2 separate regions of the Zea mays genome follow, and region 2 is linked to region 1. The links are chromatin contacts, called in public Hi-C maps. All regions are on one chromosome and are shown on one strand. Each heading gives the region's core, a stretch centred on a gene start, on an enhancer-like site or on the middle of the called end of the contact. The rest is flanking DNA. Distances are from core to core; before and after follow the strand shown.

Region 1 (7,225 bases), core at 2,946-5,445:
TGTCCTTTCACCAATATTGTTTGGAGTATTTTTTTGCATAGGGTTAAGAAAGTCATGGAGTATTTAGGTCTACCTCTCACCAACAACGGCCTGACTTCAAAGGACCGATTTTCAGCCTTTCTTGTTGATAAAGTCATAAGCAGAGACCCACAGCTTGGAATTAATGGCAAGAATGCAGGAAGATCAACCTTGGTCAAAGCTCATTTAGAGCAATGTTAGTAATATAGCCTATAGCGGATTTTATAATGTGCTGCTTCTTCATCGGCTTCCATGGAGTGAATGCTGCACCGCACGGATGATCCTTCGCTGACTCTGTTGTCCTGGCTGCAGAGAGGAGAAACAACGCAGAGTAGTGGACAGAGATTTGGATGTGAACGACGCCATTTCAGCCTTGTTCATTTTGCTCAATCCATGTGGATTGAGGTAGTATTAAGTGTGTTTAATTTTTAAACAAGTTAAAATCTTTTATATTTTTTTCAATCCTACTTAATCTAAATGCAATAGTAATAACGGAATAAGGACTCACATGATAACCGAGTTGTGGGAAACACGCTAACATCGACAGGTGATGCGAATTCTGGGCCACACTAGCAACGTGCGCTAGCGGGAGGGAAATCGATCGGGTCATCGGCTGCTCCGTCAAGTGGCTGGGAGCATTTATATCACAACTAAGGGCTTATTTGGTAGAGCTCCGCTCCTTAATTTTTTAGCTTCGAGAGCTGATTCTTTGATGGAGTGATTTCAAATAATTCTCTAGTAGGAGTGAATCTATTTGGCGAAAACTATTTGACAAATAATGTGTGAAGTGATTTATAAGGGGTCGGAGAGTGTGGATCATGTTGGAAGCGATGGGAAGCAGTTTTTTTTGCTCCCACTCTCTAGTACAAAATGGTGACTAGTTTTACTCCACTCCCACCATAGAGCAGTTTACTTTTTTGCCGTTTTGCTACGTGAGAGTGATTCTCGCTGGGAGTGGAGCTATGGAGCTCTGCCAAACGCTCCCTAACAAGTGCTATGCACAATAAACTAGCAAATCTCTATATATATACACGCTATTCGTAATCCTAGATGATAACCACCCACCCTGAAATGTCTTAACAAATCGATTAAGTTATTCACGCTTTTTATAAGTCATTTAAGTTGTTGCTGGTTGATCGTTTAGTCATTCGTGATTTTTGTTAGTCATTCTAAAATGGGTGATCATCACCTAGAATAACGAATAACAATACATAAACACGCACGCACACTCTTAAAACGCTATTCGTCACCTATGGTGATGGATCAGAGGTCCATCACCCAAACCAGTCCCTAAGGGCTTGTTTGGGAGTAAAGGTAATAGAGTGGATTGGAGGGCATATAATCCTCCACTATTCAATTTTAGATAGCAAGGGATTATAGTCCTATCAATACCCTTCATTCCACTTGCTCCCAAACAAGCCATAACCGAATCAGACGCGCCAGAGTGCGTGCGCCCCGTCCGATCAAATGCAGCCACCTCTAGCCACTCTTTCGAAAAAAGAATGCATGCATGTATGATTCATTGTTCCACTTTAAAAGTTAATATGTACTAAACCGGATGACGAATTTAGAAAAATCGATTTCACTATTGTGTTCGTCATGATGAAAGCTTTAAAAATAGATCCACTTAACATATTGATCTTACTCTCACTATCGCAAGAATGGTTGAGACCATAAAGAATGGCTGAGAATTTTCATGAAATGGCCAACAAAATGAGAATGGCTGAATAAAACTAGAAATAGCTGAACAAAATATCAGGAATGGCTAAATAAAAATAGGTCGTTGACATTAGAACCATGGAATAGCCGAACAAAACAAGAATGACTGACATTAGTTCCATGGAATGGCTGAACAATACACGAAATGGCTGACATCGGTTTTATAGAATGACTGAAATGGTGCAAATGGGTGGCTCGAGTGGGTGGAAGGCGTGCCCGACGGAGCCACGGGACCCAACAGTTATCCTATCTCATAATCTATTTCAAACTTCATTCTATAAATAGTGTAATTTACAGTATAAATTCTCATTACACGACGTGATGTGGACAGCCCGATGGACCAATCACCCTAGGTTGTTGATGGATGTAAATAATTAACCTATCTGTTCAGCCTATTTTTTGTCAGCCTCTCGTTGATGAAAATTATCCAGATTAATATTATGATTAGGTTATTAGACCATACGGCGATCCAAAATAGTTTAAAGATTAGTCATTAACTTTAACTAACTAAACTATAGACCATGAGATTCAAACCGAGTATTAGTTGCTTGGTTTTTATATGAAGCACCTGTTAATAATATAATGATAACATTGTTTTAATCTCTCTATTTTGATCGGAAAAACGAAAGTTAGCAATAGATCACACATTGGATAATGGATACGATCCTGCCATCAGTTTACCGATCCTGCTTGTTCATTATTACCACAGAAAAGCATTAACAGATATGCAAAGGATACGATCCTGCCAATCGTTTACCAGCCAGCCTTAAATCAAAGGAAATATAACCATTTTAAGATCCTTGTTTGGAGAAGCTTCCGCCAGCTTTTGCTTTTCTCAAAAAGTTCGAAAAGCCATAAGCTTGATAAATAAGAGGGTTGCTTCTTCTAACTTACAAAAACTCTAAAAAACTGCACTTTATACTAAAAGCACACAAACTATCTTAGAGCATCTTTTCAAGTTTTTTAAGAGTATATTCAACAAAAAGTCATATATTTAAGTTCTAAAATTTAAAATAAGACCTGATTTAAAGTGTTCAAGGCCATAAAAATATTTACGGCTCCAACAAAACTGAGTCCTATATCATATTATTTAGGAAATAAAATGTTAACAATATCTGACAGAGTCCTATAATTTTGATGAATTTTTGTAAAATAGAACTCTCGTTGAAGCAATTTTTTGCGCTAGAGTTCTATACATCTCTCCTGTTAGAGATGTTCTAAAAGCTTCACGGCAAGGTGCTTTCAGAAAAAAAAGTTACAGCCCTTTCAAACAATGCCTAAGAATTCTTAGGAATTCTGACAGGCACACACGGCACTATTATTGTATCATTTTAGAGGATGTGTGGCATGCATGCCAGCACTCTTGCCCTTCTCATTCATATTATTCTCCTGCAAATTTGCAGTGAAGAGCGGGTTTCAGAGCCTGAGCCACGAGGCTTCATCAGGAACGTATTCGGCGGGGTCGTTGGCGCCGGCGCCAGCGGAGTCTGTCTTCTTCCGCGGCGGAGCATCCTCATTGTGGCCGCGGCCGTCAGCGCCGGCGATCCTGCGAGTAAAAACACACGCGCATTGTCATCATCCAATGCTCTATGCAAAATTCCAAACAGCACCGATCGAGAAAGAAGTTACTGATAAGACAAATCCGATGTGAGAGAGTGCACGCATGTGATCTCTCGTCCTCACCTGTCCTTCCTCTTCCTAAGGAACCTCTGTAGCGTGAGCTTCCTTGCGATGGGCGGCGTGCCAGCTACCCCTGCAGCCGACGGCTCACCACCACTGGTCCCGGCCTTTTCTGGCACGGCGGTCGTCGTCGTCACCCCTTTCCCCGGCGCCTCCCCGGTCACAGAACCTGCCATTTGTATAAGGTCCTTGGCTCTGTCTGCCGGGAAGTTGTGGAACGTTGCCACCTGGCCCTGGTAGAAGATGGTTAGGGTGGCCTTGGCCTCCTGCTCTGGCCTGCAACAAACCGATCGAGAAATTAATTAAGCCGGGCCAAGAACACGTCAGCTAGCCAGCAGATCAATTAATGCATAACTCGAGCTCGCTCACCTGATGATCTCCGTGCTACTGCTATTGCGGACGGGGAACAGCGGCAAAGTCCTAGCGCCGGCGTCGGTCTCCCAGGCAGCCGCCGGCGGCGGCCCCGTCGCTACAGGGACTGGCGTCAGTTGCAGTGGCCTCGGGGACGAGGAGGAGCCGATGAGGTCATCCATTCGCACCTGCCTGTTCTGCTCCATCATGAACTGCCGCACGCGAGCGCATGTATGGGCGAACCTGTTGTTCCCGGTCCCGGAGGCGGCCATCTCCTCCCCGGCCGTCTTTGGTCGGTACGGACCTTGGCCGGATCACTGGTGGTGGTGCTGGTGCTGGTGCTTAGGCCTCTCTCTGTGCAGTCTCTTGCGTGGGCAGGCGCTGGCTAATATAGCCGCGAGGGCCGGGCAGCCTTCGCGTTTGTTTGTGCGTGTGGGCGAGCGAGGCAAAGGGGAGCACGTGAAATGCGAGGCCCTGGTAGCGGAGGGCCGACGAGCGCGAGGGAGGACCCCGGCTAGAGCCACAGCCACTGATCTGCAACAATGTACACACTGCGCTATTTCTTAGTTCTTACCCCTTTTGTTCCATAGGTTAATTTGCATGCATTTACTTTCCTCACCACTCTATGAACCACTCTATGAGCCTGTTTGGTTCAGCTGAAAAGCTGGCTATAAGGAAAATCTGGCTGTAAGGAGAAGCTGGATGATAAAAATCTGATTGTTTAGTTCGACTGCTGTGAAAAAAAACGGGTGGTCAGAATTTTAGTGTAGATTCTGAGAGAAAAAATGGAAAAAACACAAACATGCTTAACAATCATAAGGTACTTACAATACCTCATGATTTGTCTTGTACAAGTTATTTATTTACACCCAGATAGGTACCTACGACACTAACACATTAGCAATAGAATCCCTAAAAGCACTCATATCTAACTCATATGCGGGGTGCTACTACTCTCACCTACAACTACATCATCAACATGCCTACTGCTAGGTACGTACTGGTCAAAGTCATGATCGTGTATCGCGCTGTCCCGAATGAAGTTATGCAACGCCATGCATGCTATAATTATCTTCAATTGCTTCCTCAATGAAAATGAAGGCAGTCTAAGCAGGATTCTCCACTTCATCTTCAGCACCCCAAACAATCGCTCTATAACAATCCTCAGCGACGAGTGCGCATAGTTGAATACTATACCTCTTTCGCAACAACTGGTTGCCTCCCATGCTGCCATTCGGAAATGTGGTACTTTTGACCTTTATAAGGTGCTAGGTATCCCTTCCTGTTAGGGTACCCGAAGTCAACAAGATAATATTTCCCTGTAATACAAATTTATAAAGGTCAACGACATAGTTACATACATATTATTAATTGCAAATGAAACAAACGTAGGTTGTTGTCGTACCTTCGGGTGGATGGGGGAACCTATCGCCGTAGGTGATAAGAGTATCCTGCAGTACTCTCGTATCGTGCACGGAACTAGGCCAACCAGTCACAACAAATGTGTAATGCATATTGAAGTCACAAACGACCATGACATTCTGCGAAGCGTATCCGTGACGACCAATGTATATAGATTGCTCAGACAATGGTACAAAGGCCAGAAAGTAGCTATCATCGATAGCTCCAATGCAATCCTTAAAATGTGGCCAAAATCGGGACTCTTAGTCTAGGGTGAATATCAGAGAAATGCACATCCTTGGGCTTAATCACATCGTTGGACATCTTTTATATGGAGTTAAGTACTTCACTAAATTTCCGACAAATTGTTTCCAACAAGTGACCAAATGTATTTCTTATTTGTCGAAAAGATTGGGGTCCCCTGCATGCCCACAGAAACATAGCAAGTGCCTCCTTTGTACTTACTCCACGACTCGCTACGAGCCCATAATTGGTGACCAAGGTTTCATGCAAACGATGAAACACAGTGTAGCACATGCGAAACATGTCGTAGCAATCATCACTACTCTCCAAGGTCCACTCAACCCATTGTATACCTATTTCCGCCATGGGTCCTCTTGAAACCCCACTTGACGAGCTCCCCCACATCTCCAATGCAACTAGAGCAACTATGAATTCCTCATTAATGTCGTCAACATCAGGCTACAACATCTACAAACAAACACGTAAGTACACGAACAATAATAAACTGCAACAATAAGTAGTACCCTTGAATCAGCAGTATACCAAAGCAGGAACTCACAGATTACAAATGTTGTATCAACATACATTCAATATGTTTAACACAAATACGTAGTGCTCACACATACAAATGTTTTTATTGCAAATCCTACTTTAACTAGAAAAAATGGAAAAAGTTCTCTGACATACAACAAACTCAAACAACGAATAGTTCTGCAAAACTTAAACGACTAACAGTTTTGCACACACTTAAACGACGAATAGGACTCCGACCGACAACACGTAACAGTGACCACCCATGACATCGTAAAGACAGCTTCAGCTCCATCCCACCACTAGGAACTAACTAGACTTGTCATGCTTCTCGTACGCCCGGTACAGCTAAGTGTTCCTTCCTTCTTTGGTCTTAAGAGTTGCAAAGGCATCTCGATGACGTTTGTTCATTAACAACTGAGTTGCGAAGAACTGCAAGTTGCTTCCTTATGTTGCACCATCTTCGATGACTTGTTCTAATTGCGTAGCAACCTCTTTGCGCACTGGGTCATTCTCATAGGATGAAATGGTCTTGTTCGAGCCAAAGGTCCTAGACTCAAATGCATCGACAATTCTTCTCATGTAGTCATTCATCATTTCTTTTTTCTTCCTAGGCTTCGGAGAGTCATGGAAGACCTTGCGCTTTCCTTTGAGTGCGGTGCTTGGGTCTGGTGTGCTGTTTTCACCTGCACCTCGGTTAAATGTGATGCTAGTGATGAACACAGTAACTAGATCTACGGACTTGTTCAGAATCTACAATCAGAAACAAATCAAAGGGAGCAATGAGGGGCTGAATAAACAAAACATGGGCCGATTTGAATCGTATCTAATTGAGAGATGAGGATTGAATGGTGGAAACGGCATATCAGCCACTAGCAACGTGAACTATCCGGATTAGCGAACGGATTTGAAGCGTACCACGAGAATGCAACCTCGGATTCACCTACAAGGCCAAGGAACAATGAAGGTCCAGCAATTCGATGGGGAAGGGGGATGTTGGATAGTGACCAAACAGAGAGCACGACGAGAAAAAGATTAATGTCTTACCGCAGCGACGAGCGGATGACGGTCGAGCTGGACCGTCCGAAGTGGTGTCGGAGACGCGGGAACAACGAGTTGCCAAAACCCTAGGGTTGGGGACAAAGGAATAGCCCGTGTGGAATGCAAGATGTCACCAACTTCTTGAAGATGTGGACTTAGGGAGGCTTCTTGCGATCTATGGTAAATGGGCTGCGAACGGAAGCGCTTCCACCAAAAGTTGCCCCCGAAGCTGAGCGTTTGA
Region 2 (7,225 bases), core at 2,326-4,825, 190 kb before region 1:
TTTGTACGACTGGCGAAACCTAACGAGCAACTGCACAGGGGAATTTTTGTAAAGGCTAGGTAGTGAATCCCCGGCCATTCACCTCGGTAGTGAAAATTAGGTTTGTACAACCTAGGCTGGGAACGAATCATGACTCGTGGGTAAAGTGTGCAACCTCTGCAGAGTGTCAAAAACCATTATATCAGCCTTGCTCACGGTTAAGAGCAACCTTGGGATCCTCTTTGATTAGAGATACTTTAGATTCATTTATATTGATGGTTTAATGATGATGGCTATGATTACGTTATCGGGTACTTTCCTCTTGGAGGAAGTGCTCTCTTTTGGTAATATCAACTTGGGTTTTATGATAAAACTTGGCTTTTATTAATGATAAATACCTGACCAACTAAAAGTAACTGCTTTGAGCTTAACCTCATATATAGCTAGTCCACTACAGCCAAACGATACATTTGCTGAGTATGTTGATGTATACTCACCCTTCACCCTTGCTTAAACACCAAACATCAGGTTGTCCCTATTGCAACTATTGCTCAGGAGAAGATGAAGGAAATGCGAAGGATTTCTAGAAGTTTTAGGACTTTGAGGAGTTCTAATCTAGACTAGCGGCGACCGCCAGTCGACTGCCTATGAAAGCCTTTTCTTGCTGTGTTTCGTTAAGCACTTCGATTTATATTTAAGTTAATGACTATATGGATGTCTTGGGCATCATGATGTAATAAAGTTATACTTATTTTCACTATTATTTGAGCATTGTGTGATGATGTCCAGTTATGTAATCGATGTGTACGTGAATTTCTGATCCTGACACGTACATGGTTCGCATTCGGTTTACCTTCTAAAACTGGGTGTGACATTTAATTTGATGAGATGTGTTGTTGTGAATTTGATGTGAATGCTATGAAAATTCTGGATGTAAATAAAATTCTGCATATTTTTACCCTCGAAATGCTTATTTTTTGGCGGCCATGTATGGGCCGCAAAAAATAGACCATAATTAATGTTGGTGACTACTGTGATCGACAAAATTTACTGTTCTATTTCGGCGGTTTTATCAGGGCCACTGAAACTAGCGTATTTTTGGTGGCCTCCCTATGGTCACCGAAAATTCAAGCTTGTTTTCGGTCTATGATTTGTGGCGGTGACTTGCTGCCGAAAATAACACACTTGCCACAAAAAATACCTTAGTTTCGACCACAAGTGGCTTATTTTTTGTGTTACGTGGCTGCCGAAAATGAAACGACCTTCTATAGTGATTTTATGATTTTTTTCTCATTTTAAAAAGTTTTACACTTCAAACGGTTAAAAAAGACGTAAAATAATCAGAGAACATCATATGTCTAGCAACGGTCAGCACTGACCCAATTGTCTAACTCACCGACCAATACAACTGGTCTGATTCTAATACGGTCAGTACCGATCGATCCATTGGCGCGTCGATGAATTAATAAGGTGTTTGGTTTGATGAATCACTCTATCCAAAGTGAAGTGGTGCATCATGAGTCTATTCCTCAAATTTGGTAGGATGACTTCATTCCACATATTAGTACTAAACAACTAACTATGAGGAATGAGGTGGTGATGGATTAACTCACTTCATTCTACAAACCAAACAAAAAAGTGAGGAGTGAGAAGATGATGGACTATATCATTCCTCAAACCAAACACTCCATAATAGAATCGACCAACGTTGAAACCGGACCCGTCAATACCGATCGGTCCACATGTCGGTCCCTAGTTAGGAGCGCTAAAACTACTCTTAGAGCATCTCCTGCAGTCTCTTAAATCGTTGCCAGATCTTTAAATATATGACTCGGCTTATAAAAACAATTTCAATAGTATCATATTTTATATTTTTTTTATAAAAAAATATAGAACAAATCAAAAATTGACCTAAACATACTACACACAGGTTTAATGGCTTATCCTTGTTTTATACATCCTCATCAACGTTTTCTTTTATAATAATGTAATTTATTTTTTAAAATATATGATCTATGGTATGTCATAACCCTTTGGAGGTCAATTCATTTTTATGTGCCCTAAATAATTTAAAATAAATTAGTATTTTAAATTTTAAGGTACTATTTTAAGGCATCTCGGTGGAGACGAGAGCGCTAGCGTTGGGAACGCTGGATCGGTGGGGATTTGAACATGCTGTGGCGCCGCAACACATCAATGATCAACGTGTCAATTGGGTCGCAGTCTGCTTTTGGGCTGTCGTCCTCACGCCCCTTTCGCCTTCAGGGACCATGTTTGATCGAGGAGATCTTCGTGGACCTGCTCTAAATGGTCTATGGGTAAGCTTTGCAGCGCCCTGCTAGCTGGCTGCGCGTAAAGGGAGAGAAGTCCACGCATTGTTTCGTATAGTAGGAGAAATTCTTGTCTTGTGCTTTTATGTGTCTGCAGAAGCATGGTATTTGTCACCGTACACTTATGGTCGTATACACCATGTAAATGGTGCAGGATTTTGTTTAGCCCTCTTTTTCTTATCATGTACACCTACCGCCATTAACACACACTCATCTCTCTAACCTCATCCTACTCCTTTAACCTATAAGGACATATATATAACTCTATTTAATATAAGATCTGTTGAGGAATTTCTATGGGTTAGATGAAAAAATATGAGACCGACTCCTTACGACTTTTCATACAAATCATCTTTTAATTGTATTTATAGTCTAAGAGTTTAGGATTGTAGGTAGCTTAAAACTGCAAATCTCAAGACTACGTTATTATAGATATCTCTTTGTCACAGAATCTCAAGACAAATAAAAAGAACCATTTTTAGTGGCGAAAGAAAGGTAATGCGAAACCATGTCTTTTCATCTCCAAGTTTTTTCTTCTGTTTTGCTGCACAACACATAAGAACAATCCACCTATACCTATCTAGTTATAACAAATTAATATGATCTGACTGTACGAAGCATCAGAGATCGTTCGGCTGCTTCTTGAGCACAGCGTCCTCTAGTAGTTACCGCCGAGACATCCTCAAATCACAGCTCGAGCGCGAGATCGTTGCGTCGGTCACCGACGGGTCGGCGCCGGCGGTACGGCTCCGCGCGGGCGGCGACCCTGTCCTTGCGCTTCTCCATGAACCGCTGCAGCGACGCCTTCCGGGCCACGGGTAGGTCGGCGAGCGAGCAGAGCGGCTGCTCTGTGCCTCCTCGCGCCGCCGCCGCCGCGGCGAGGCGCAGCAGGTCCGCCGCCTTGTCCGCCGCGACGTCGTCGAGCACCAGCGCCCGCCCTCCGTACACGATGATCAGCTGCGCCGCCGTTTCCGGCTCGTCCTGGTCGACGTCGGCGCCCGGCATGAGCGGCAGGGGCCGCCGCACCGGCGGCCGCGCGCGCGTCCTCTCGGCCTCCGCCGCCTTGACGTACTGGCTCAGCGCGCCGCACGCCGCCGCGAACCGGCTCGGTGTCGTCGCAGTCGCAGCTGTGTTCTTTCCTGTGCCTCCAGAAGGTGCCGCCGCCGCCATCACTGGCGATGACCTGCTGGCTGCTGCTGTTCTGGAGAATGGAGGAGGAGGAGGGTTGATGGAAATTTGATTTGCCTCGGACGTTGTTGGTTGCTTGGGTTTCGGTGGGTTCGTTGAGAGGTCTTGTTTTTATATAGCTGGGAGTTGATTGAAGAAAGAGAACACGCATCCGAGGAGTGTATGGGTCGTCGGCACGAAAAACACGTGAAAAAGCTGTGGCGACGAGAGGTGGGAGCACGTCCACCCAGCCTGTCGACGGCGCCCGCCGCAAGTGCACGACGTGACGTCGTGTCTGAGGCATGTGGCGCGGTGCCGCGGTGGCGGTGAGGTGGGGACGTGCAGGTACGTCGTGCTTCACATCGAACTGCTCCGCGCACGTGGCTGCGAGCGGCTTGCCTCCTGGTTGAACACCATGACCATGAATACAATTTACTACTTCGTTCTTAATTATATTGTTGACCGCTATATTTAGTATGTACGGCCGGCCGGAAGATTCGACCATGTAAACCATAAGGTCCACGTCCTCGACGTGTGGTTTGCGGGATAGCTCCCACGGTCCACGATTAACTCGAACTACTTATTTCATATCTCTTTACTACTCTATAAGGTTGCAACGGGGGCGTCCACACTTCACATGGCTCCGCCCCGACGCCCCGACGCGCCTCAGTGACCCCGCGTCCCCCCGCGACAATCTCGCTCCGTGACCCCGCCCCACTCCTCCGGGCAGTCCCCTCTCCGAAACCCTAGCCGCTGTCTGACCCTCGCGATCGCGCCATCCTCCCCCTCCGTGCACGCGCCCGCCCCATCCACGAGCAAGCTCTTGCTGCGAGGCGGGGGAGGTTGTTGGCGACTCCCTCTACACGCCTGGAGGCGCTGGAGGCACAGCCAAGGAGGAGCCGAAGGAGGAGCAAGCCCTCTGACTCGCACCCTTCATCACCTGTCTCCTTCCCTAATCCCACTCCATCGCTGCCAGGTCCTCCTCTCCCATTTTCTCTGCGACCGCGACGGCAGCATCCGCACCGCCGCCCACCACCACCTGCTGCTCTGTTGCACCGATTCGCTGAAAGGTCCCTACCATCCCCGCCATTCCCTTCTCTAGCCTCGCATCGCGCCCTAGATGTGTCTCGCTATGTCGCTGTCAGCTGGAGAGGCCACAGACTCGTCATCCGACTCCGATGAGGCTGCATCCTGTCATCCCCGACTGTTTACTGCTGGTAAGTCACCCTAGCCTGTCTATCATTCATCCCGATCTCATCTCTCCGCGTCCCGCAATCCCAGCCGCGAGGAACTCCATTCGCTTCCTCCATCCGCCCAGATCCGCGCTCGCCCGGATCCGACTCACCTTCCCTGCTCTCTGGTTCCGCGAAGTACGCAATCCTCGCCATCCGCCCGGATCCACAGACGCAATCCCTGCTCTCTCCTGTCCACCGCTTCCTCCAGATCTCTCCAGCAGCGAGGAATTGTGTCCGCTTCCTCCGCCCATTCCCTATTCTTTCCATCCGTGAAGTTTGCTACCTCCTGGCGCAATCCTCTCCATCCGCGTTCGTGCCGCGCTATCCATGAAGGCGAATCAGACGCCCCAGATCGACGCACCGACTCTCGATCCGCGCTCTCAAGGGAAGGTGAGTCGCCTTGGCACCGACCGGCCTCGCCCCCATCAAAAACCTTCCCTGTAGGATGCGGCAGACACACATTCGCGCATATAAAATGTCAAGAAACATTACATAACAAATGCATCTCTTCATACTACTGCTAGGTACATCCGGATCTTGTATACACTATTTGCATCACTAAACCTTGATTATGAGACATCTGTAGTGAGACTGTTCTTTTCCTATGAATTTCTGTTGGTCAGCTACAATTTCAGTATTTTGGTGTTTCAATAAGGTTTCAGTATTTTTGGTATTTAACTGTTCTAGACAAGCAGTGTTGTAGATATATAGAACCCGCACTCATTTTGTCCAAGAGAAACTGTTTTCTCTACCTGATATATTATCTAACTGTTCTAGATAAGAAGTGTTCTATGTAGAGTAGTTTCTGAAAATAGTTTCAAATGACACTAACATAATCAAGTTCACAAGAAGATCATAGATATGTCTTCCCTCACGCACTAAAGAACATATGCACACCTTATTTTTCTTTTGTTTTGTAAACTGCTTCTTAAGAAATTATTCAACTAGGAACTGGTACTGAATATGGGATTCAGGTTGAAATAAAGCGTATATTTTCTGTTTGATGGTGAATGTAAATGAAGATAAATAGGACATTTGCTTTTAGCATTTCTGTCATTCTTTTTTTAATGTGATCATGAGAATGTGAGTGAATGATGGCAACATGACCTGCAAGTCATCATAACAAGAAAAAATATTTATAATGTTTCAATTGGAGCTACACACAAGAGCGTTTCAAATAACCTCGCTTGGTCTATATCTACATGCATTTTATTAAAGTTTCTTGTATTGGTTCGCTTTAACTGCTAGCTGTTTTAGTTTTTTCTATTGCTGCAGTACTGGAAATTGCAAACATGTGGGATGTGCTTGACTGCTACGAATACGACATTGCTAATAGTGGCAACAATCCAGCAGAGCGTCTAGCTCACTAAAAGCAACATGTGGGATCTGGAAGCGGGTGGGGGGCGGAATCCATGTCCATCCAGCCGCAACGTAGCGGACGGTGGTGCGGCAATGGGAGAAGGGGGTGGCTGGTAGTGTTTTTTATCTTTCTCAGCCAAGAGCCACCAGCCAGACCAGTGCCGAAAGCAGCAACAACAAGAAAAAGTAGTAGCTGCGAGCAAGGCTGGGTGATGAATACAACGGAGAGCATGGCAGAGCAGGAAAAGTGGTGCAGTGCAGGTACTAACCTCATCAGAGACAAAGACACTGGGAGCTCAGCAGCACTCAGGCGGCTCGGCCGCCATCCTCCACCTCCATTCGCCCCCCCCTTTCTTTCTCTCTCTGTGCTTCACTTCCTCCCCTTCCTTGACGGAGCAGCGGAGGAAGAAGGTTGCTAGCACTGTAGCAGGGATTTTATTTGAGATTGAATGCACTGCACTGTACGCCATTCTGAAGTTGTTGCAGATGCCTTACAATCTCTTTTGGTAATGTGGATTCTCTTTTCATCCATCTGTTTCTTATTTATTTCTTGTTATATAGGCTGGATTAGCATCCAGATTCAGCGTTTGGCATGGCATGACTATTTCTTAAATATTGCAAATGATCATCTTCTTCGAAATATAAAAAGAATGGTACCATTTGTACCTACAGTATTCGTCATTGCTTTGACTGAAAACAAAAGTCTATTTGTGTTATGCGCTCAAACAGATGTACACAATAGAAGTGCATTACATGTTCTATATATCAGATGCATATAAACTACTCCATTTGTTTCTGCAGCTTGCCGATTCAAATTACAAGGAGATGAAGAGCAAGACAAAGGAGTGAAATGACATAATCAAGCCAGACATAGTAAGTTTTTGTGTTCACTGGTTCCCATGAGGATTATGTAATAATTAAAGCTTTTAGTTTTCTCCTATTACATTATGGGCACTAACATTTACTGCCAGGCAAATAATGCTTTTCATATTTATAGCTGTTGAAACGAAATTAGTTGGTTAAAGTGGGCCCTTTTTACCAACAGAAACTAGAGCAGCTACAATAAGCAGGTAGACATAGGCATGAGGTACAAATCATATTATTCTGTGTTTCCGACTGCATCCAGTTTCTTTTCCTGCACTTTCCATTTGATAT

What was found. A called contact is a pair of places that touch in the nucleus more often than the background predicts.
Region 2: a contact with region 1 is called in a Hi-C map of leaf, with 4 times the contacts expected there. The contact joins the promoter of LOC100286212 here to the promoter of LOC103626248 in region 1. A contact is called at or near these places in 3 of 25 Hi-C or Micro-C datasets (endosperm, leaf and tassel).

Annotation. Positions count from the first base shown.
Region 1 is chr5:38,189,365-38,196,589 of Zm-B73-REFERENCE-NAM-5.0, reverse strand. It overlaps LOC103626248 (protein TIFY 11c), which reads right to left and starts at 4,195. Exons shown (of 3, transcript XM_008646649.4): 1 at 3,787-4,195; 2 at 3,421-3,693; 3 at 2,797-3,283. The coding sequence starts at 4,040. The coding sequence ends at 3,154.
Region 2 is chr5:38,379,838-38,387,062 of Zm-B73-REFERENCE-NAM-5.0, reverse strand. LOC100286212 reads right to left here and starts at 3,575. Exons shown (of 1, transcript NM_001159100.2): 1 at 2,806-3,575. The coding sequence starts at 3,479. The coding sequence ends at 2,997.